Linked DNA regions of Ovis aries: region 1 is linked to region 2. The links are chromatin contacts, called in public Hi-C maps. All regions are on one chromosome and are shown on one strand. The core of a region is the stretch at or near the end of the contact, and the rest is flanking DNA. Distances in the headings are between cores, read along the strand shown. Region 1 has its middle 7.9 kb from the start of TRNAC-ACA. Region 2 overlaps MVB12B (multivesicular body subunit 12B).

Evidence for each region. Hi-C and Micro-C count contacts between places; a contact is called where the count stands out from the background.
Region 1: a Hi-C map of hypothalamus shows a contact between it and region 2, with 4 times the contacts expected there. The contact joins two enhancer-like sites. A contact is called at or near these places in 2 of 16 Hi-C or Micro-C datasets (hypothalamus and tail adipose tissue).

The regions. Positions count from the first base shown.
Region 1 is chr3:9,901,919-9,909,378 of ARS-UI_Ramb_v3.0, reverse strand. No RefSeq gene overlaps it. Among named protein-coding and RNA genes, the nearest start is that of TRNAC-ACA, 7.9 kb to the right of the region's middle. Within about 2 kb of position 5,953, at least 6 of the 54 cell types and tissues checked have an H3K27ac peak or open chromatin away from gene starts, as enhancers often do. A contact at or near this core is called in hypothalamus, where this site is marked.
Region 2 is chr3:9,704,098-9,711,298 of ARS-UI_Ramb_v3.0, reverse strand. All of the region lies in intron 6 of MVB12B (multivesicular body subunit 12B), which reads left to right. Among named protein-coding and RNA genes, the nearest start is that of MVB12B, 92 kb to the left of the region's middle. Within about 2 kb of position 1,713, at least 10 of the 54 cell types and tissues checked have an H3K27ac peak or open chromatin away from gene starts, as enhancers often do. A contact at or near this core is called in hypothalamus, where this site is marked.

The DNA of each region.
Region 1 (7,460 bases), core at 4,704-7,203, 190 kb before region 2:
CTCTGTCATCCCGCAATGAGCAAGGCCAGCACTTGCTCATTGTAGAAGGGACTATTGGCACAGGGCACCCTGGGGTCAAACAGACCCGAAGTAAACCCACCTCGGCCACCACCACATGGCCTTTGGGGTGCCTCCTCGCTGTCCCTGGTCCAGAGGAGACAAGGGACAGGCCGGGAGAGGAGGTCTCTGTGCAGGAAACTGCTGGGGCTTGCAGGGTTGAGAGGGTAGGGGGTAGGGAAGCAAGAGGGTCACCCCCGAGCAGAAAGAGCAAGGAACCTGCGGACCTGAGAGCCGGAGTAGGGGCCCACCTGTGTCCATCCTCTTCTCTCGGCCAGGATCTACACTCGAATCTTGGCTCCCTCACCATCTGTGCAAGCAGAGGCATCGACTGTGTGCTCACGGGTTCCAACAACTCTCTGGTTGAGGAAACATTGTGAGATAGAAGAATTGTAGTGGGAGCTTACTCACTTCCCCTTGCGACCAGCCCCCCTCCCCTCTCCCTCCGGGTTCCACGGATAGTCTCTGGGTACTAGTCCAGAATGTCCCACCCCCGTTGCGCTGCTGGCCACAGCTCTCCCTTCTCTGGACTATGCCTCCCTTGGCTTCACTGATGCACCCTCCTTGCCTCCCCACCTGGTGCCAGGCTGTGCTGAACACCGCGCTCTGGACTGGGTAGAATCGAGGAGCTCTGCCCTGGCTGCCAGTCTTCATCCTGTAGGGGAGGCAGAGGGCGCTGGTCCTGCTGGCATCTCATTCCCTCCAGCAGCTCGAACCACTAACCCTAGCTTGCCAGATTTCCAGCCCAGACCACTCATCTGAGCATCAGACTAAGGCTCCAAGCGCTCCCTACACATGACATCTCCCAGGCTCTTTGACTCCGCAGGGTCAGCACTGAATCTCCCCCCTGCCCTTTGGCCTTTACTCTCAATTGAAACAGCTTTCTTCTGGCGCTCAGCCTCACCCCTCTGCTGATGGGGTCAGATGGCGTGATTTCTCCCTCTCCCACCCCCAGCCCCATCCACTCCACTGAAATTCAGCCAGTCCTGCATCTCAGCTGGTTCTCCAATCTTTCCGCTCCTCTCCACCTGCTCCCCCTGCCCTGGCTCTGGCCTCCCCTCTCTGTCACTTGGCCTATTTCCCCAGACCCTTCACAGGTCTTCCCGTGTCTCCTCTCCCCCCAGCCTCATTCATCTTACATCCACCGTGAGATTAATCTGCCAACCACTCAGGTGTAACCTCAGACAGCTTCCGTGGCTCTCCACTGCCCACAGAATGTCAGGCTCCGCAACCTGACGTTCAGTGCTCTTCTCACCCAACAGCTGCTCTTGACCTGCTATTCTAAATGTAGTGCACACACACACACACAAGCATAGTTACCCATCTTCAGCTGTGTCCTGTGAATATATATATATATATATATATATATATATTTTTTTTTTTAAAGACAGAAGACGGTAGAAGAGAAGTAGAGTACAGAAGAAAAGTACAAACGACATCTCTTGGAATGGGCTGTTTAACCTTTTTGAGCTTCCTCATCTATAAAATGGGAAAACAGCAACATTTTAAATAGCTTTTTAAATCATTCTTTAATATTTATTTTATATTGGGGTATAGTTGATCTGCAGTAGCCTGTTAGTTTCAGGTGTACAGCAGAGTGGCTCAGGTATATGTATAAGTCAATCCATTCTTTTTCCCATATAGGTTATCACAGAATATTGAGTAAGTTCCTTACTTACTCGATAAGAGTAAGTCCTTATATGATTATCTGTTTTTATATCTAATCCTCTGTATATATTAATCCCAACCTCCTAATTTATTCCTGCCTGCCCTCGTTTCCCTTTTGGTAACCAGAAGCTTGTTTTCTAAGTCTGTGAGCCTGTTTCTGTTTGGTAGATAAGCTCATTTCATTAGTAGTGGTTTTGTATAAGTTTCAACATCTCAGCCAAAATTCTAGAATGGAATAGAAAGGAAAGATCTGTGAGCACCTACGAGGAGGAGGTGTGTAAACCCAGGAGGGGGTGGGTTTGCTAGGAAAAGGCCACTTTGGGTTGGCCCATGTTCTTCGTCTGTAGGTTAGCTGGTCCAGTCGGTTAGAGAGGGGAGGCTCTGAGTGGAGGGATCTAGGTGCCTAAAAGGTGGTTGGTGAGGTCTCTTGGGACATACCTGTAGAAGTGATGGGGAACCATGACAACATGAGATGGACAAGAACCCAGTGAATGACTCCCAAGATGGCAGGCCGTGTCCGCACAGGGGAACCCTTGGTGGCATACCTCAGTGCCCAGTGCTCTTCAGCAGTGCTCTGAGTCCCTTGTGCGTGAAGGTAGAGTTGGCTTTGCTGGAGGAAGAGAGCTATGCTGGCTCCAGAACTAGGGCAAAGCCATGTGCCAGGGCCCCTGAGACTGCTTGTTTGGAAATAACTTAGAGGAGAGAGTCCCAACCTACCCAGTGTGCGTGGAAGAGGGGTGGCGGGGAAGGGGAGGCTGATAATGGCACAGTGATTGCTAAAGGGGCTTCTCTCTGGTATTAAGCCTCTCACACACAGGCTTATGCTGGAAGAAAGTGGGGGTTCCCCAGGTCAAAGGATCTCATAAGGCCACCTGATGGCAGGGCGGCAGGGCCAGGACACGCGGGACACACGGCAGTAGCACCAGCTGCTCTAAGCTGCTGCTTGTCGGAGCGGCAGCCGCGACAGCCCGGAGCCTCAGGGTTTTCACCCTTTTTACTGCATGGGACAAACCACAGAGGAGGTGGAAGAGGAGAGGCAGCCCCTGGTACCTCTCCAAGAAACCTCAGAGCAGGGTCTGAACACTGTGTACCAGGGTGGAGGGAATAGTCCAGACCCGTCTGCCCTGCTCAGCCCAGAGCAGGTCCCTGGCTCAGCCCCCGGAGCGTCCAGGAGAGCAGCCAGCGCTGGGAGGGGACTGGCTGGCAGGCCCAGGGGGAATATTTGGAGCAGCTGAGAGTGGTTGCCTCTGATGATCAGAAAGTGGGGCGTGGAGGAGTGCTGTGAAGAGCTCCTAGTTGCTGACTCAAAGCTCTGGGGAGCTGATCTGGAGTGGGCAAGAGGGTGGGAGCAGTGGGGGCAGCAGAGAAAGGCTGATCTTTGAAGTAGGACCTTCTCAGAATCAGAGTTCCCCAAGGATGGTAGTGAGCCCCCTACCCCTATAGGTGGCCAAGTTAAAGCTGGGTGGTGACGCTGGGGGAGATATTCTGGAGGGCATCAGGTATTAGAGGATGCTCGAGGTCAGGGGTCTCCGACCTCGGGGCTCTGAGGCCTGATGATCTGAGGTGGAGCTGATGTAATCATAATAGAAATAAAGTACACAGTAAATGTTATGTGCTTGAGTCATCCCGAAGCCATCTCTCCACCGCCAGTTGGTGGAAAAGCTGTCTTCCATCAAATGGGACCTTGGTGCCTAAAAGCTTGGGGACTGCTGCTCTAGGCCATCAAGGGTTCTTTCAACCTTGAAATTTATGATGTTTCTGCATGAACTGTCACCTGGAATACCTTGTCTTCTAATTCTACCTCGGTGCCCAAAGGAAACCCCGCTTGTTGCGGGGAGTCTTACCAGAGCTTCAGACCGAATCTCATTCCCCCCCAGTTCATTCATGGTAAACGCGACACCCCATAAAACAGAAGAGAGTGAAATCACACAGAATTGTGTTAAACTGACAGGAGCTAGGACAGCATGCTTTTGGAGCACCCATCAGGGCCAGCCACTGGTGCCCCAGGGCATAGATGCAGACTGGCCTCATCTCTCCTCAACCGCCATTGGCAGGGGGATGTTGGCTCCACATTCCAGATGGTTGTACTGAACACCTGTGAGTGAACCGACCTGCCCTAACTGGGATTTGAACCCTGGCAGGCTGGCTCTGGAGTCCCTACTCTGAATCAGTCCTGCGGCTGCCAGGACGATGCAGTGAGAACCCTGAGCAGATCCAGCATGTGGCAGGCACTCGGTGCAATCAGCCTTCCGTACCACGATCTGTCCGTCTGCCGCTGTCCCCGTTCCTCCACCTTGCTGTCCCTGCCCTGCCCAGCCCAGTTCTCTCTGTTTCTCGGTCTCTCTGGCTTTGTGTGTCTTTTCTTCTCTGTCCCTGCCCATCTCCATGTCCTCACCTCTGCCTCCTCTCTCCCCTGCCTTGGCTTTCGGTCTGTGTCCCTGTCCTTGTCCGTCATTCTGTCCTTCTCTTGGTGAATCCCGGCCCCTTTCCCGCCAGCCCCTCCACACGGCCCCCTCGGCCTTGTGCTTCTGCTTCTCCTGCCTTCCTGGCGCCTCTCCCCACGTGTCCTTTGTCTTTATGGCCTGCCCGGGGTCTCTCTCCCTCTCTCCTTCCATTTATGAGCCTGTGTGTGAGTGGACAGGGCAGTGGGCTGGAGGCCACTCACTAGTGACCCGTCTCTGCGATCACCTCATTATTTATCACCAGGGACGCCAGTGTTTCCATAAATTACCCCGACCCGGAGCCGCCTGCGCCAGAATCAATAGTCACTTCTCGCCTAATACCCAATTATTAATAACCACGGGGGAAGGGTGGCCAGACGTGGCACCCTGGGCCCTTGCCTGTCCAGAGGGAGGGAGTCCTGGGAGGGAACTGGCATCCATGCCTGGGCAGGGCAAGAGGTGGGGTCCCTCCAGGACCAGAGAATCAGACGTGGTTCCTCCCTGAGGTCAGAGGGGAGAGGCAGCTCCCCGGCTCCAGGCACCTCTAGTCTGAGAATGGAGACCCACTAAAGCCTGAAGTCTGTTCTTTTGGGACCCACCTGGGACCTAGAGATAAGGTGCAGCATCCCAGGGAGGGGAGCTACGGTAGGACCCCAGCCTGCCTGGCTGCAGGCAGATCAGGTTTGGTTCTGTGGGGGTAATGGGGTGAGGAGGTGACCTGGGCCCTGCACCTGGGAGGCAGCTATGCTCACCGCTATACCAGTGCACACACACCCGGTGCCCCGGATGGATGTCTGAGTCTCCGGGAGCTGGTGTTTGGTGGAAGAGACACCAGAGAGAAAGCTGTAAGGGTGGGGTAGGGGGTGGGCAGGGTACTCCAAGGGGGTGCCCAAGGCAAGGGGCTGAGGAGTCAGAATTAGTAGCTGTCCATGCAAGTAACAGGGGGAGGGACAGGGGCCGGAGGAGGGGGGTCTCTGGGAAGCCCCTGCCCCTGGTGTATCCTGGTACCTAGACATACACAGGTGTGTATGCATGCACGCCTCAACTATTCTCTCTGCATTGTGCCCAGAGGCCCAGGGAAACACACACATATTCACACACACCCCTCAGATCAATCAGCGCCATCACAAAGCAAAGACAGACACACTGAGAAGTGCGTGGAGGCAGAAGGAGACCACATGCAGTCAGACACGCACCTTGTTAGGCACAATCACGCACACACACAGGGACACTGGGACAGAGCCAGAGACACAAAGACAGCCGATGAATGTGGGTGCCGGCAGGCCCGTGGACGCATCTACATACAGAAATACTAAGACAGGTTTGTGCCTAGGTACCCGGGTCCCCCTGACTCCCCCCACACACAGGCATTCACACATGTTGGAACAAGCATACACTCGCAGCCCATCTTGTGCAGCCCCTCTTCGGGCAACGCGACCTCCAAGGGCATCTTGCAGGAGCCAGGCTGAGGCTCCGGCAGCACTGGAGCCCAGTTGGTGCCAACACTGCCACCATGTGGCTATAGGGGCACAGTGCACAGGCCACAAGGCTGGAATGCTGGACAGTGGGGATGAAACTGGGGAGCTCTGAGGTCTCGCCCCCAAACCTGGATCTCTTTGTCTAGATGAGCTTGACTGCCATTCTGTCCACTTCCCAGTGAGACCAGACATGGTCCTGGAGAACTGGGGTCAGATCGGGTGGCAGCTGGAGCCAGCTAATATGAGCTAGTGCTGTCCACCCCGCAGGGCCTGGGCTGCCTCCCTTGGCCTGTGTTTCTGTCACCTGTTACCAGTGCCAAGTGGTGGGCAGGAGGCCCCATGTTAGTGTAGGCTGGGTACCAAGTTACTTAAACTCAGCAGAGAGACCACACTCAATCCCAACCTGCAACTTCATTATTCATTCACTTACCAAAATGTCTTGAGATTATTCTGTGTCCAAGAATAGTGCTGGGATGATGCAGTGGTGAGCCCTGTATTAGTGGTGAGCATTTCCTAGGTGCTGGGGAGCTTGACGCTGAAGGGACCACACAGTAAATGTTTATCAGTTTGAATAGGAAATTGCCATTAGTATAAGTCCAAAGTGGACAACTATGGGCAATTTCCTATGATCCACCCTAATGATGATAAGTGTATGTGTTACAAAGTAGGATAGATGAGGACTGTTATGAAAGGCTTCCTTGAGAAGGTGAATCTGAGCTGAACTTGGAAGGATTAGTAGATATCAAGTAGCTAAAGACAGTGGAAGAGCTGTGCAAAGGCCCTGAGGCAGGAGGGAGTTTGTATTTTGTGAAAACCAAGCACTTAGAGCCAAGAACTAAGAGGTAAGGGGTGTGAGTGAAGCTGGAGGGGTCTAGAGAACCAGACTTTTCATGCAGGAACCCAGGTTGCCATGGTGAGGACTTTTTCCCAAGGGCCCTGGGGAGACACTCCCTGAAGATGTTCATAAGCAGAAGAATGTAACAGTTAGCTCATTGTAGAAGGATTGGGTGAGATCTTGGTCCAGTCATTCTCCAAGTCTGTTTTATGCTCTGTAAAGTGGGGCTGTAATTTCTATTCTGCAGAAAGGATGCAATTAAAGAACGTATATAAAGCACATAAGTGCTTGGCACATAATGAGTCGTCAGCAAATAGCAGCTCTGAGTCCTTATCTTCTTAGAAATTCAAGGGACCCCTATCCCCACCTCCATAGCAGTTTTGCATGGTCTGTGCCTCTTGGGGCCAAGTTCACCAATGGATCCCAGTGCCCACTGAGGCATAGTTGTTCTCACTCTGGTTCTCGGAGGCCCTGGAGCCCTTAGGCATCCTCCTCCCTGCCCCACCTTAAGCTCTAGATCTCCCCAGGGGTGGACTCCCTTGGGAGAGCAGTGGCTGGGAGGGGCCATGCCCAGGTTCTCCATCCTCTGAGACACCGTGCAGAATCAGGGCAGAGACCCAGCCATACAGGCCTGCCAAGAATGTAGCATTATCTCCCCTATACAGATGGGGACACCGAGGCTCCAGGAGATGAAGGCACACACTTAGGAGCCATGCTGGGATTTGAAACCCCCAAAATTATGCTCTTTATTTTTTTAAATCTCAAGTGCAGCAAGTTCAGTTAATCACATATCGGTTCCAGTCAAGGTATTCATGTGAGGTCTGTCTCCTACCTGACTTGTTATTACTAGGAAACTGATACATGTTGACTGTTCCTAGGTCCCCACTGTGGTGGAACCCTGTGCTTAAGGACCCACAGGTGATTCAGGGACAGTCTGTGTCCTTGGAGAGCCCATGGCTGGTGGAGCAAAGTCTTGGGCAA
Region 2 (7,201 bases), core at 464-2,963:
CACACATGCCCGGGGTCAACTCAGACCCCTCACACATGCCCAGGGTCAACTCAGACCCCTTACACATGCCCGGGGTCAGCTCAGACCCATCATGTGTGCCTGGGGTCGGCTCGGGCCCATCACGTGTGCCCAGGGTCGGCTCAGACCCATCATGTGTGCCCTGGGTTGACTTGGACCCATCGCCTGTGCCCGGGGTCGGCTCGGACCCATCACCTCGGAGAGGTTACAGCTGCTCCCTGTTGACGTCATATGGTCTGGAAGGGCCTAGAAATAGGCGCCGCCTCTGGGCAGGTTTAACTTTTTGTGAGATAAAGAGCTCCACTACCCTAGTTAAGGCAGGAGGAGTGCCCTCTTCCCGCCCAGAAGCTAGCCGGTCAGCACGAGAGCACAGTCACTGGGAACTGAAGCCAGGGGTTGCAGGAACACAGGCCACAGAGGGTCTAAGCTGGGGGTAGCACGTCAGAAGGAGCCTTGTAAGGCTTGTGTATTTTATAACCTCTTGTTGTTCCGTTTATGTTTTACAATGGCTGCAAGAAAATTGGATCAGTTTCGTTTTACTTGCCAAATAAATGTCAAAATAGTCAATATAAAATGTATTCTAATTTGACTGAGTTAAGTCAGCCAGGGTGCAGTAGGATAATTGAATGTTACATTAACGCTTCCGTTTTCTGTCCCAAGCCTCCTCTCTCATTGTGCAGTCATTTATAGGTGGCCCACACACCTATGAGCCTCCTAATTCAACAGGGTTTTGTTTTTTTTTTTAATGTTCTTCAGTTTTTGTATTGTTTTCCTATTGCATGTGTTTGATTTTTTTTTTAATGAAATGCTGATAATTCAGAGTATCCTCTGAAGATCTGTGAAGTGATGAGTGTGTTATTCCGTGTGGCTTCAGATCCTATGATCTGTCCAGCAGAGGAACCTGGCAGCTTTCTCTCTGGCAGAGAGCTGTGGGTGACACTTGTGTTCCCACTGGGGGCCTGCAGGGGGCCTGTGGAATGGAGGCCTCTGTGCCTGGTTCCCAGGAATGGTCTCTCTCGTCCAAAAGCCTCCAACTTAGAACCAGCAGCCTGTTTTTCCTTTCCTGTTTTGTGCTTCTGCGCCTTTGTTCATGTGGACGCTTGTGCGTCCGATATGTCTCGCATTCCCTGCCTCGGGTGTCAGCTCAAATACTGCCTCTTGCAGGAAGCCTTCCCTGAATACCCTGTGCCAGGCTCTGCCCTCAGAGCCTTCTCAGCCGTTACCCCTTCACTTTGTGATCAAGTAACCTTCTGGAAGGCGGGGACTGTGTCTAGTGTCTGTTACTTCCCTGAGCTCAGCCCAGGTGCAGACACATTCAGTTATGCAGGAAATGCCTCTCCAACAGCCTGGGACCCCATGCTGCGGCCTCCCCAACCCCAACCGCAGATGACTCGTGAGCCCCTGAAGACTCCTCAGGCTTTTCTGATTCTGAGAGGAAGACAAGCTGGTAGAAAACAGCATAGAAAATAATCAAAGAAAAAAAAGACAAATTCTGATTCCAGTAAGCAAAGGCTCGTTACCTTTGGGTATATTTCTTTCAAGTTGTTTTCCTGTGTACTTTTTACGTAAGTGCTATCATATCACAAAAAAGCGAAGTCTGTGTTTCGCTGCTGCTTTCTCTTGTGAAAGCACAAGCAATGCCTCAGCTGTGGTCTTTGTGTGGACGCAGGGATCAAGTTGCAAAGCCAGGGCTGCGGTGAGAGCGTGGTGAGGCAGTGCCCTCTACTGACCAAGTGTGGAGGAGGCTGGAGGACGGGCAGGCTGTTGGAAGCAAGGGCGGCGGGCTATTTTCCCAATTTCGCCTTTCCCTGGGGGCGGGAAGGAAGCCAGGGAGAGCCAGTAGCAGGGCTTGTTGCCTCTGAGCTTATGTCTCAAGAGCCAAAAGCGTGCTCTCTGCCTTCATTTCTTTTGTTGTTAACTCAAGTTTCAAATAACTTCCAGTCGTTTTTTGGAGAGCTGTCACCCCTGTTGATCTTAGCCCAAAGGGGCAGTTGGCAAGATGGTCGGTTACCATCCAAAGACCTCACGGTCCTGACAGAACCGCCTTCTCCTTCCAGAGGCAGGTACTGCCCCGCTGAACGCGTGCTTCCTGCCCGTTTCTTCCCTGTTGTTGCAGAGAATGCCAGCTGCGGGGCCAGACGTGGTGGTGTCCTTTCAGGATGGGCAGGCCCCTCGGCTGTATCCGGCGAATGGGGCAGAGTGTTTGAAGCTCATGGCAAGATCCAGGATAAGGTGTGTTGGCAGAGCTCCTCTTCCTCGTCCAGCGAATCTTTCTCTCACACGCACATCTCTCCACTTGTTTCTTGGCAGTTTTACCCATGTGAAGAAGGGCGTGTCACTTCTCCCGCGGGGGCCTGGAGCCTCCATTTCTCCCTGGGCCCCAGCGCTGCTCCGTTCTCTGCCATCTGCTTCACGAACGTTGACCAGCAGGCTGGGCCTGGCCATGGGCCTCAGACATGATCCTTACGTGCCCACCCGCCTCCCGGGCTGGCTTCAGATTTTTGGGTCAGCCCGGTGTGTGTGAGCAAACACTGGTGTCCCTGGGTCCTGGCCCTTCTGATAGCGAGATGGGTGCAGACAGAGCAAGCACCTTCCTTCCCCCTTCAGCCTGGGCAGCCCCCACCCCAGCCCTCATATGTGATTCTGCCAGGAGGAGAAGTTTCAGCTTCTGCTGGTACCAAGGTCTGGAAAATCTCAGGGAGGCAGGAGGACCTGCAACTGATGGAGCGCCAGCTGCCCCAGCGTGTGGGAGAGGGAACGGCTCTGTGCCCTCCCAGGAGGGGCCCTGGTGAGCTGTTGCCCCCCGGCTTGCAGAACAGTAGAACCCGTAGCTTGATAAAGACATCAGAGGCATGCTTATCAAATGTGCAGATGACACAGAGTCATTAGGGAGAGCTGATGTGCTGAATGGCAGAATCAATACCCCACGTCTCCTCTATAGTCAGAGCATCCTGCCTCATCCAGAAGATGAAAGGTGATGGGTGAAAACGGACAGGGCCCCCCACGGTTCAAAACATCCAACTGCGCGGGAGCCAAACGGAGGAGACCTGGCTTAGCCGCAGTCTGTGTGAAGCGGGCACAGCCTTGGGTGCGTGGAATGAATGCAGCCTTATGCGCACAATGGGACAGGTCACCTTGTAGAAGTTAACGCAAATCGAGCAGTGAGCTTGAGTGCGAGGAATCGCTGAGTTTTGATCTGAGTAAAGATGGGACAGCTGGCTTCAGATGTCCGAATGGTTACCGTGTAGAAGGGAGCGTAGAAGTGCCTCCAGGTGGGGCTGGGGCATTGGGAGCCCCTGGAGTTGGGCTGAAGTCACAGGAGGTAGATTTGGGCTTAACCTTTTAAAGTCAGTAAAGAGAACTTACCAAGGGTGAAAACCCCGTGGCATTAAAGGAGCCAGCTTAGGAGGCCGTGTGCACCCAATCGCTGGAAGGATGCAAACAGCAAGTGGATTTTTCAGGCCTTCAGCGGTTCTTCTTTAGCCCGTTAAGAAATGTGTCCCACTCTCCAGCCCCATCTTCAGGAATCCAGATTCAGCTGGCCTGCACGTTAGGGCTGCAGACCCCTTGCCCATGGGGTGCTACACTGGGCGCCTGACACCCGGGTCTGCTCACACCGTGCCCAGTGCTTCTAGCCTGGCCTCCTTCACCTCATCCAGAACCAGTGTCAGTGGGTCGGAGCTTGGGGCCTGCGGGGTGGCGGTGGAGAGCCCTGTGTGGTGCAGCCGGACTGGTTCCAGCAGCTCCTTCTGCCCGTTCTGCTGGCTGGGGGTTGCCAGGGGGGAGCTGCCCCCTAACTCTGCTCCCACAGACCTCAGGCCTTAGTCTGAGGTCCTGTGACCCTCCACAGACACTGTCACCCCACCCCCACCCCACCCCTCGCCCCGGGAGGAAATGTCGTCTTCCCTCCCGGAGCCACAGGGCGCAGCCTCCTGGGAGCCTCTCCCCCGTCAGGCGGGGGCTGAGCCTCCCTTATAAGGTGTGCGGCACTGCTCCGAGTTGTTCAGAAATCTTCCGGTGATTTGTCAGCTTCCAGCAAGTTGTCAGTCACAGGTTCCGAGGTATGTTTCTTAGTGACAGACATAATTGTACTTAACTTTTTGCGTGGATGTTATCAATCTGTGACAGATACTCTGGGAAATGGGGCATTTTGATTGCAGAGGATCTGTCACTCGCGTTTACTCTTCCACTCAGGGACACCGGGATTCAGTCACAACTTTTGCATGTCCATGTCAGGTTTTTGAGAACATAGATCCTCGCTGACCTCAGAAATGGTTCCGTCACTGCCATCCCGGGGCTGTCATCTGAAAGGTTAATGGCTCCTCCTAAAGGAGAGGCAGCATCCCGCCGCGGCGATCTAGCATTCAGGCCGCGCATATGCAGGCCCCCCTCCACATCTGTCGTCAGGAGCCTGCAGGCTGCCGCGCTCCATCCTGGCCCCCTGGCCCCCGCTTCCTATGGACGTAGGATCCACCGAGCCGTTTGATCTACCCACGGAATAAGCCGACAGCGGGGATGGAGCCTTGCTCACCAGCTGCAGTCCTGCTGGCCTAAAATCCTCGGGCTGCCTTCTGTCCATGTTTGTTTGTAAAGATGCTCTTTGTATGACTAGACCACACCTGTTGTGGCAGGACTTGAACGGGAGGCCCAGGGTTGCACAGATCAGGGAGGCTCTTTTCCCTTTCCGGCTGAGGTGCCTGCCCCCACCCCAAGGGGCAGCAGGCTTGGCAAGGGGACATTTGCCTATAAGGAGGCCTGGCAGTTTCACCACTTTTGTAGCTTTACTAGGAGAAGGCTTCCCTGGTGGCTCAGCGGGAGAGAATCCGCCTGCCAATGAAAGGGTTGCAGGTTCAATCCCTGGGTCAGGAAGATCCCGTGGAGAAGGAAATGGCAGCCCGCTCCAGTAATCTTGCCTAGGAAATCCCACAGACAGAGGAGCCTGGCAGGCTGTGCCTAGCCCACAGGGTTGCCAAGATTTGGACACGACTTAGCAACTAAAGAACAACAAAAGGAGAAAGCCCAGTGCAGAGGATTGGAGGGAATTCATTTTCAAGTTGAAATCTGTTTTGTAACAAGGGTTCACCATGTATGAGAAGGGTTACATGGGTCCCACATGAAGGTGAGATTAGAAGGTGAGCCCAAGGGCCAGTTCTGGTGACGTTTCCCCCCACCTCCTGCTAGCAAGCAATTTAGGACATGGATTTTGAGCTCCACTTCCGCAGTAGCAACAGTTCAGGGGTGCGTGAGCCCAGCAAGGGCCTGTGGGACCGTGCCCGTCTGCAGGGCAGGTCCAGGCACAACTGCGAGTCTGGCTTTACTTAGGAAAACTAGACTTCCTTTTTGTTCACACGCACACCACACGCCTTTTTTGTTTCAGTCTGAAAATAGGACACACGTGTTTGTATCCTTCCTGCTGTGACCATCCTTTGAAGATGGAGATGGTAATGCAGCTTTGCCGCCGCCTCCCCCGCTCACGGGCACCCACCCACCCAGCCAGCTAAAAGCACCAGCCTCCAGGGGCATCCCCAAGAGGAGCCTGCTGGAGGGGGCGGAGCCAGAACACGAAATCAAACTTAGACTCGAGGCTCCTGGGGCTCGGTATTAATTTCACCTAAATAGCACACACTACATTCTTTGTCTGGAACTTTAAAGCCCTAGGTCGCCTCCCATCCTGTTGGGGTTTTCAAACACACACACACACACACACGTCCTTTTTTTTTTTCCTTCCAATTCGGAGCCTTCCCTGGCCTGTTACCTGGTCTCACGTGAGTCAAGCCCATCTCCTCTTGGCTCCTGGGCACATTGTCCTTATCCCCCACCCATCTCTGCTCAGGCCATTGCTGTGTGCCTCGCCCCCTGCCAGCCCCTGCACCCCCTGCAAGCGGCAGATTGGACTCCGCAGAGTATGGAGGCCTGGTCCTGTCCAGCCTCCAGGCTTGGCCTCTCCCTCGCCACTTCTGGAAGGCCTACCTCCCCTCCAGTTGCCCGCACCCTGCAGTTTGGCATTTCACATTTCCCTGTCATTGCCGTGTTTATTTGTATTTGGTCTTGTGACTAGATCTGCTGGCTTATTGATGACAGGGAGTCTCACATTCCTTTTTTTTTCCCTCCTTTAAAGCCTCGGAAAAGGCTAGTCACAGAAATAGAGATGATAACATTGCATCACGTATATCAAAATTTACCAGGTACTTTAGGCTGCATCCTCTCATTGGAGACTGTAAGTATTCAGTGGAAAATGGTGTGGCTCTAAAATGGTAGGGACCTTTGAACTCCAGATTCCTGGCACGTGGTGGCCAGTGTTTATTGAATGTATAAAGTGAGCTGGTTAGACACACAGGACCAGGTATCATATGCATCTCTCCTTCCATCTATCCAGCCAGCTGGCCAGCCGACTGAGACTTATACTTGCATTCTCTAGGTGTCAGGCACTATTCAAGTGCATTACAAAGAAAAGCTTATCTAATCCTCATAACACTTCTTGAGTTGGGTACTGTTTTTTCCCTCCTTTTCAAAATGTGGAAACTAAGATCAGGGAGGTTACACTCCTTTCCCAACATGACACAGCTACTAAGTGTCAGAGCTGGGATTTGAACCCAAGCATGGATGAGCTACCCCATCAATGGACATGAGTTTGAGTAAACTCTGGGAGATGGTGAAGGACAGGGAAGCCTGGCGTGCTGCAATCCACTGGGTCGCGAAGAGTCAGACACGACTTAGCGGCTAAACAGCAGCAGATGAGCTACCCCTGGTTGGCAGACTGTCCTCGTGCCCTGATGCTGGAGGTCACAGGCTCCCTGGTGTGAAGCATGTCCCTGGGGAGCGAAGCAGGTACCTTTAGGGGCCGGTGGTTGGGGTGCAGCTTCTCCAGGCTCCTTCGCAGCCACTGGAGAGGACTTCCCAGAGCCTGTGGTGTGGGCGGCACTCTTCCCAGGAGACGTGTGGACGTTGGCTGGGGGCCAGTCCTCTCGAGTTGTGATTGCTGCCTGAGGAGAACATGTGGGAGCCATACCCCAGCGGGTCCCTCGACCAGCTTCAAAGCCCTTGATTACGCAGGGTTACAAGCGGTTTGATTTATTCTGGTGATTATGAGAGTGGTGTGAAAGAGACCTGCAGAGCGAGGTTATTTGAATATCTTTGAAATGCTTGTGCCGCAAAGCCTGGGCTGCCTTTATAACAATACCCA